Linked DNA regions of Mus musculus: region 2 is linked to region 1. A link is a contact called in public Hi-C data. All regions are on one chromosome and are shown on one strand. Each heading gives the region's core, a stretch centred on a gene start, on an enhancer-like site or on the middle of the called end of the contact. The rest is flanking DNA. Distances are from core to core; before and after follow the strand shown.

What was found. Hi-C and Micro-C count contacts between places; a contact is called where the count stands out from the background.
Region 2: a contact with region 1 is called in a Hi-C map of adipose-derived mesenchymal stem cells, with 2.5 times the contacts expected there. The contact joins two enhancer-like sites. A contact is called at or near these places in 1 of 484 Hi-C or Micro-C datasets (adipose-derived mesenchymal stem cells) and 1 of 115 datasets of contacts at active chromatin or transcription factors (pancreatic cancer cells).

What each region holds. Positions count from the first base shown.
Region 1 is chr11:66,365,232-66,369,870 of GRCm38.p6, forward strand. The region is part of intron 2 of Shisa6 (shisa family member 6); the gene reads right to left. Among named protein-coding and RNA genes, the nearest start is that of Gm45945, 94 kb to the left of the region's middle. Within about 2 kb of position 2,295, at least 19 of the 459 cell types and tissues checked have an H3K27ac peak or open chromatin away from gene starts, as enhancers often do. A contact at or near this core is called in adipose-derived mesenchymal stem cells, where this site is marked.
Region 2 is chr11:67,015,677-67,020,315 of GRCm38.p6, forward strand. No RefSeq gene overlaps it. Among named protein-coding and RNA genes, the nearest start is that of Tmem220, 7.2 kb to the right of the region's middle. Within about 2 kb of position 2,290, at least 77 of the 459 cell types and tissues checked have an H3K27ac peak or open chromatin away from gene starts, as enhancers often do. A contact at or near this core is called in adipose-derived mesenchymal stem cells, where this site is marked.

The DNA of each region.
Region 1 (4,639 bases), core at 1,045-3,544:
TTTGCTTACCTATCTGCCTGTTCTCTCTAACTATGCACTTTTCTACCTAGCTGTCTTATTCCTAAGGAGAGTGATTTAGGAATAGTCTAGGGGTACTGCCCCTGGACTAGACACAGAGCAGAAGTGCCCCTCTGCACTGTTATCACCCGACACGCAGTTGGTGACATTAAGCTTATGCCAGCAGACAAGTGAGATTAATTAGGTATAAAGTAGAGAAGTTGTCTCGGTGTGCATATGATATGATACACTACCAAGAATGTCAATGATAAAAGTAGCCCTCGCAATGAAAGAAATCACCAGAGAGTCAGAATGTACAGCGAACAGAATCAATAATCTTCATCCACACAAATGCAATCGGTTACAGAGCATAAACAGTGCATGAACCCAATTTACAAATAGCAACAAATGCAGTCAGATATTTTGAAATAAACCTAATAACTTGTGAGCTTGGTTCAGGAACAGCAGTGACATATTTGTGTAAAAACTAGCTTGATACAGCTGCCTATCAGTGCCAATTTTCTGACTCTGATAATTACAGTGTGGTTATGAAAGGAAGAGTTAATTTTATGGGATATTCACTTGAGTATTTGAGACTAAGTGGCCATTATACCTGCAATTTATTTTTGATAATGCAGGAAAATTTCACATATGCTTAGAAAACCATATGTAATGCATCTATGTATATGTTTGCATGAGTGCACATAAGGAGACAGAGATAGAAAAGGCAAGAGAATGATGAAGCAAAAGTGAGCAAATGTTAAAATTTGGAAAACTGAGGAATATAAAATTATTTGAACTATTTTTATTATTTTCATGTATGTTGGAAACTATTTCTAAATAGCAACATAAAAAGCCTGGTACTGGCTATATAAACAATGGCAGGGTGTTTTGGTTTTTGTTTTGTTTTTTTTTTTTCTTCTCATTTTTGCTATCTTTTTAGTATATGTGAGTGTTTTTCTGCATGCATGTATTGTATGTACACAGTGTGTATGCCTGGTGCCCAGAGAAGCCAGAAGTGGGTGTTAGAGCCTTTGGAACTGGAGTTAAGGATGGTTGTAAGCCACCATATGCATTCTGGGAATCACACCCAGTTCTAGCTGAAGAGCAGCAAATGCTTTTAACCATTGCACCATCCCTCTGACTCCAAACAAGAGGGACCACTGCAGCCATTGAGGATAGAAATGTTGCGAGTTAAATTTATATGTGCAGTTATCAAGGTTCTATCCTCAAGAGAGGATTAATGTGTTCATTGTGATGGTGGTGTCTTTAGTGCAAGAATTTACTTGCTGATGATCTCTCTCAATTTCGGATTTCCTACCCTCAAAAATGTGAGCAAAATAAACCTCTGATAAATTACTTAGCAGTGCAGAATGAGTTAGGACAAAAGGAGTAAGAAAAGAAAATTCAAGTAGAGTTCTGTGTACTGGTCTGCCAGTCCAGTAAGGCTATTACATCCCCGGGAAAGGATGCTCATAAAAAAAGTCAGAGTTTGCCTGAGTGGGTGTACCAATAAGGAACCTTGAACAGCAAGCTAGACAGTGCAGGGCCTTGACGTTTTGTTTTTGGGTCATGCCAACCAATGAACATGGATAGAGAGGAGGAGAGTGTATATATTGATATTTAAGGGATTTTAACTCAGTCAGTACTTTTATGATGGATGTATGCTGTTCCAAGCTTCCAATAAAGAGCCTTTGAGAGTCCATAAAAATCAACATTCACAACAGATGTGAGTTTCTGGCTAAGTAGGTGAGGCAGGTAAAGTCGCATTAAATTGGGGTAGAGTAAGATCATTCTGGTTGCATAGAACAGCGTAGAATTTGGGAGAGTGCTTTAAAGAATGCTTCAAGAGATTTTGCAGATTATCTGGACAGGAAGCAAGAGAAGTGCAAACTGTAATACTGGCTAAGGGTCTTTGGCAGCCTTGAGTAAGACCAGATGATGGCAGCTGGTCAAAGGGGCCTTAGCTCTAGGGCCTTTTTCCTTAAAGCCAGACAGTCTAAAGCTCCACCTATTTCTGGACCAGTGTCTCACGTTTGGCTTCATGTTCTTTGCTCACACTGGGACCCTTCTCTTCATCAGCAGGCACACAAGCCTCTGCGAGATCTGCCCTCCTCCCCCAGTCTGTGCATAGCTGGCTCCTGTGTGGTGGCCCTGCACTTTAACACTGAATGGATTCCAGGCATCTGCGTTCAATTGCTCTTAGTGAAAAACCAGAAAAGCATTATGCTTCCCCAGAATTACTCCCCCAGGGCAAGAGAACAAATGATTCACTGGGAAGCAATGGAGAACACAAGCGCTAACATTCATCCGATCCAGGACTGAATACTTCATAAGCTCAGGGCCCTGTGAAGCCAGGCTGCATGTTTAAGAGCAGTTGGCAGAAGGACCTTCAGGGCTTAAGGATGAACTCCTGCTGTGAACCCTGGGGGCACCACCCTTATCTGTCATCGTGCTTGCAAGGATAAGGGCTTCTCATCACTACTTTTCAGAGCTGGCAAACAAGTCACGCTGACTACTCCGTGTTCTGCCTCTCAGGTCGCCTCCGAGGTAAAGCTCCCTGTTTCATTTGATGCAGCATCTTTATGTTCAGTAGTATATAAAGGATCCCAGAATATCAAAGGACCACGGTCTCATGAATCTCTAATTAGTTAGAGGAAACTGAAACCTGGCATGATGAAACATTTTTTAACAGAGGCTGTAGTTAGTCTCTATGGACCACAGGTCCATGCGCTTATTCAGCTCCTTCTAGCATTCTGCTGCCTGAGCTGCTGCAGGATAGATTCATGCAAAAGAGAGCACTTCCTAGGAAGAGACCAAGGGAGTTGCATGTCACTGCTATGTCCACATCTGCTCAGGGAGGAGTTACCTGACAATAGAGGCCCCTTTGGAGTGATTGTGTTGCTTTATAATTTGGTTTAAGAGTAAAAAGGAAGAGGGATGACAGGGAAGTGGTATCTAGAATATTTTATATTAAGTAAGTTCTTAATTGATACATGAAAACACACAAATATGTTTATGAGGTACAATGGTCACAATGTGGTTATCATATTTGTACCTTTAAATATTCAAATACCCTTCCTTCAGTTCATTCAAGATGGAAGCACAATACTGTTACCCAGAGTCACTTTGCCATGCAACCGCACAGGAGAATTCCTAGTCCCATCCAACAGTTCCTTAATGTCCACTCAGCACCCTCCCCCATCGCCCCATCTCTATTCTTCCAAACTCCCAGTAAATTTCAGTTCCTTAAATGTCTACTCAGCACCCTCCCCCATCACCCCATCTCTGTTCTTCCAAACACCCAGGAAATTTCTTAACTCAACCTAAACTTTGTGCCTGGAATGATTTGGGACTTGGCTTTCAGCCTATCTTTCTAGCTCCGATTCCTGTGCTCTCCCTGCAGGTGTTCTCTGCTCTGGCCACTTTCCTGCTCTGCCCCTAATAATGTCCTAAACTCTCAACTCACTGCCATCTCCACATCCATAGCTCTGTGGGTGCTCATGTGCCAGAAATGTATGTTCCATCCAACCCTTAGCTAGCCCCCTTTCTGTCCTACAGTGACCATCTCAGCTCTGGTGTCCTACAGAAGGCCACTTGGGATACTTCAGGTAGCGGCCAGGTTTCCTTTCTTTAACACCCTGTGTTCTTTTTGGGATCTCCTGCACAGAACTTTCTTCTTACATGCTAGATATTATCAAATTTCTCAAAGGCTGATAGTGTTTTTGATCATTTTATTCAACTTATAGATAAATATAAACAAAATAGGCCCATGTCTTGGTTCCATTTTTTTTTTTTACCTCCTATCTAGGATAAGGTGTTATAATACTAGGAAATAGCTCTGTATCCCCAGTCCCAGTTCAAGTACTCCTCATTTTTCAATTGTCTTCCTTCCCAGCTAGGGAATCTGGCTTCTGATGCACATGGTATGACAGACAAATCTCAGAAATGGATGTGACCTTCATATCCCTCGGGAGAATTTACTCAGGATTTTAAAAGGGAAATTGCTTTGTGTTGGTGTTCCTTAAGTCTTCGTGTGTATGTGAATGATCTGCAATCTTCTGAAAACAATGTTTCCCTGTCAGCCTGAACTAGAGCCCGAGAGCCTGCCCTCCTCGCTAGCTCCAGAGATGCCCTGCTGGGTGCCTTGTGTTACTCTACAGCACCATGACAGGGGAGCATAGAAGGCTAACCTTCCTTGAGTCCTTAGCATGCTGGTGCACATGTTTCTTCTTCAGTCTTCATATCAGCCCATATCACCCATATCAGTGGGTGGCGTCGTGATGTTATCTTACCAATAGATGTCATAGAAGTCCAAGCCACACAGGAGTGGAGACAGGCTTAAGCATGTATTCCTCTAGTGACACTCTTCTTTCTGCTATTCTTTAAAAAAATCATTGATCACATAATGAGGGGAGTTTATATTAGTATTTAGAAGGAAACATGACAAATCCTGGAGGCCATAGCTCTAGGCAGAAAGGCCTGGAGCTTATTTATTTCTCCATGCTATTAGCATGTGTAGGGAACAAGCTCCAGGATAACATGACTACGGTTCATGAGGTGAGGCTCTGGGAACATGTGTCCCACTTTTAGGCCACCCGTGAAATTCAGACAACTGTTTGTAGAAAGGAAACCCTCTCCT
Region 2 (4,639 bases), core at 1,040-3,539, 650 kb after region 1:
TCTCTCTCCCCATTCCTCTCCGCACCCCCTCTACACATGATCATGGCCAGCCTCTACTCCTCTCTATGTAAACTCTAATCTATACTATACCATCATGTGTGGCTGGTACCGCAGGGAAAAGGGATGCCTCAGCATGGGCCCAAAGGGACACCCCTTCCCCTACACCATACCGTGCCTCCCTCAAACATATTCCTTCCTTCTTATTTTTTTAATAAAACACAAATATAATATTGTTGTGCATGCTATATTTTATTCTTAGTTGTTATTCTCTATACCTAATTTATATCCTAAACTCCATCATAGGTGTATATGCAGAGGGAAGGTGTAGTGTCCAAGATAGGGTTTGGTACTATTCATGGCTTCCAGCATCTGCTGAAGGACTTGGGACATGTCTGCTATGGATAGGGGGAGGCACTGTAATGTGAAGAGCTAGTGGACAGATATAGTGATGTAGGCCTGAATTCCCAGTGCTTGAAAGATGAGGCAGAATCCCCAAGATACGGGGCAAGCTTGAGGCTAGCCTGGGCTACATAGGCAAACCCTGAACCACCAATAACTAAAACAAAATAAACAACTGAAAGAGATTAGTGGTTTTCTACCCATACGTCTCTGTGTGGTCTTACTGGTTACAGTGAATTTAAACTACTTTAGAACACTTCTTTTCTTTCTTTTTTCTTTTTTAGCTTGCTGCATTTCAGTTTGTTTGGTTTTTGTTTGTTTTTTTTTTTTCAACATTTTATTATGAAGCTGTACAAACACAAGCACTGGGCAGGGAACCACTATCGGTCCACCACCTCTAGTTTATAGGGACAAGTTACTCTGCCTCCTTTGTTACACCGCTGTCCACCCATCCTTCCACCTACCAGCATCAACCTATCATATGTTTAAGCCACTGTACAGATCACCCAAAACACTTCAGCACAGCCCCAATCCAGTATTTGCTCACGGGTTTATTTTTGGTGACACAGTTTGCAAACAGAGACATTAGCAACTCTGACGTGTACAAACGCTACAGTGTTGACGAGTACAGGCACACGGATAACAACCTCTCCCTCAAGATACAGAGCACTGTGGTCACTGGCCACACACTCTCTCCTGACCTCTCCTAGTCCATCCCCACCCATCCCAGGGGAATGGCCGACGGGATGTGCTTCACCAGAAATGGCCTTACCTGGTGACGACTTTCTCATAAATAACCTTCCTTCTCTCCTCTCTCTGAGCATGGCTGCCTATCCAGGATGCTGAGGCGTTCCTTCCCTTATGTTTCTATCAGTGATCCACTGTGTGACTGAGTCACAGAAAGACCGTTCTCCTCTTGACTGCAACAATTATTTAATAAAGAAAAGTATTATTCATTAGCAAGTTTCCTCTTAGGGGTGATGTGGGGGGTCTAAGAGACAGCTCAGATGGAACAAGCACTTGCCGCACAAAGCAGACACCCAAGGGTGCTCCTCAGAGCTCCCTATGGAAGGAGAGAACCAACCCCTGAGAAGTGTCCTATGACCTCTGACAGGCGTGCTGTGGCATTCCCAAACACGCACATGATCAGGACTGATACCTGGATTGAAAAAATAATCCTGTTAAGAATTCTTTCATCATCTAAAGCTAGCAGGAGGCCAGCAAGATGGATCAGCAGATGAAAACACTTGCCTCCAAGTCTGAGGACCCAAGTTCAATCCTAGGACCCACACGGTAGACACAGAGAACTGACACTCACAAGTTTATCCTCTGACCTCCATGTGTGCATGCACACACCCCCACATACATGCACATACAAATGCAAATAAAAATATTAATGACTAAAGCTAGCACATCCACCAACTGGGAATGAAACATCTAAAGGCTGCTTGCTGTTCAGTAGCTGCAAGTGGGGCATGAGGCAGGCCTGGGTCACTGCTGTCTGTAATAGGATGTCTGTTGGTTTGTTCCAGAATTTTGCTCTGGTCCTGGTGACATATATCTAACCTTCTGTTCTTTGTCATAAAACAAAAAGGTATTTTTTTTCTAGGTAACTGTTTTGGTGAGTGTCAAGAATCCTTTGAACTCATATACACTGTAAAAAGATCTAACGGATGGTAGGTGTTCATCTGGACGGTTCCTTAAGTCTGTGGCTCTTTCCTGTCATAGTGGCTTAGCCCCAGCTGTGTGCTAACTGTGCTGGGCCTGGGGAAGCAACTGGAAGAAAGAAAGAAAACAGATGCAGATATTCTCCTCATGGGGCTTGTAGTCTGGTGAGTCACACAGACACCAAGCAACTCATTGTTTAATTGCCAGTGTGACCATACTACCAGAGCTAAAGGCAGCTGCGGAGGGTGTGGCAGGGTTGCCCCAGGAGACCGAGTGCAAACAGGAGGGAGAGTAAAATAGGCGAAGGAGAAGGAGCGGGTGGAACCCAGATCTGCAGGAGCGAGATTTGCATAATAGAAGGCTGTGTAACCAAAGGGTTACAGGGGACATAACTGATATGAAGATGTGGGGAAGGAAGCCCTACGGGGAGGAAGTTCAGACTGCTGGACCCAGCTTTGTCGGATTTTACTGACTGTTCAAACTATTGGTCTTTGACCCTGGAGTTCCTATTTGAAGATTAGGTGAGGTTGTCTGGTCTGTACAATCTTTAAGTTTCTGGTGCTCCGGAGAGCAGTGCCCTGCATCAATCTGAAGAAGGGGGCGGGGAGGTGGGAGGGCGAGGCAGGAGTGGAGGAGGGGCATAGCACAGGATGGAGACAGGGAAGGAGGGAGGGATGGTTTTAGGTAGAAGTTTGAGAGTTGTGTCTTGCAGAGGTCACCAGTTGCAAAGTGAGTGGGAGCAAGCTCAGAACCTAGATCTTGGCTTGGCTACCCTCACAGGTACAGCACTGCGAGGGGTGGGCAGTTTAAACAACAGGTTAGTGCCGTGCTGTGAGTTCACAATGCCATCAGGGTTGCTTCTTTCCTGGCCTCCTGCTCACAGCTCCTCCCGTGGCTTCCCCTGGGCTCTCCCAGAAGGGGAGAAGGATGTTTAGAGATGTATATTGAATCCTCTTCCTATAAGAACACCAGTCCTTGAAGGAGATGAAGGGGTTTGCAACCCCATAGGAAGAACAACAATATCCACTAACCAGACCGCCCCCCCCCCCCTCAGAGCTCCCAGGGACTAAATCACCAACCAAAGAATTCACATGAAGGGGACCCATGGCTCCAGCTGCAGAGGATGGCATTGTCTGGCATCAGTGGATGGAGAGGCCCTTGGTACTGTGAATGGTTTGATGCCCCAGTGTAAGGGAATGCCAGAGTGGTAAGGTGGGAATAGGTGGATGGGTGGGCAAGCACCCTCACAGAAGCAGGGGGAGGGGAAGGGGAGGGGGTTTCCTGAGGGGAACTGGGAAAGGGGATAGCATTTGAAATATAAATACATAAAATATCCAATAATAAAAAAATAAAGAATGCCAGTCCTATCAGGTGAGGATCCCACCCTAGTGACGTCACTTAACTATCTCCATAAAAGCCCTTTCTCCATATAGTCAGCATAAGGACAAGGAGGGTAGCTCAGCTCAGTCCACAATAAGACAGATGCTGGGGAAACCAGCCAGGAGGCCTGGGAGAGCGCAGGGGCAGCCTCCTTTTCAAGGAGTAGCAGTAAGAAGGGACGATGCTGTGCAGAAAGGTCTGTGAGAGTCACAGGTTGCTTCCCAGGGAAGGGACAGGAGGGAAGACATTGATAAGTTTCTACAGTTAACCTGCTGAACGATAGCACCCCAAAGACACGTCTACACCCCAACCCTAGAAGTCTGTGCACATGACCTTACATAGAAAAAAAATTTCATTGAAAAATGCAATCAGGGGCTGGCAAGATGGCTCAGTGGTTAAGAGCACTGACTGCTCTTCTGAAGGTCCTGAGTTCAAATCCCAGCAACCACATGGTGGCTCACAACCATCCGTAACGAAATCTGATGCCCTCTTCTGGAGTATCTGAGGACAGCTACAGTGCACTTACATATAATAAATAAATAAATCTTTTAAAAGAAAGAAAGAAAGAAAGAAAGAAAGAAAGAAAGAAAGAAAGAAAGAAAGAAAGAAAGAGAGAAAGAAAGAAAGAAAGAAAGATGCAATCAACTCGAGAATCAGAAACTTTGGATCAATCTAAACCTGTGAGACAGAAAGGAGAAGACAGCAAGATGCCCCAGTGAGTAAAGGTGTGGGCTGTCAAGCCTGACGGGATCCAAGTTTAATCCCTAAGGCTTGCAGGGTGGAAGGATAGAGCTGACTCTGGCAAGCTGCCCTCTGACTTCCACGTGTACATGTTAGCTCTCGAGCGTGCACACACACACACACACACACACACACACACACACACACACCACACAACTTTAAAAAATTAAGACAGAGAAGATATTGAATGAAAATGGACCCAGCGATGAAGCCAAAATAGCCACTCTGTGGGTGAAAGTGAAACGGTTTTTACCAAACTGCCAAGGCTGTCTCCTGGGAAAACAAGGAGAAGAGACTGGAAAAGATTTCCAGGGTTAAACCAAAAAGGGAGAAAGGGGTCTTGTGAGCAGGGACTGGGGAAACCTGGAGGCCTAGTTAATAGTCACCACAGTCATGTTAGTGGAAGAGCCACAAGTTCCTCTAGCCAGAGATAAGGAGAATGACTCCTTGG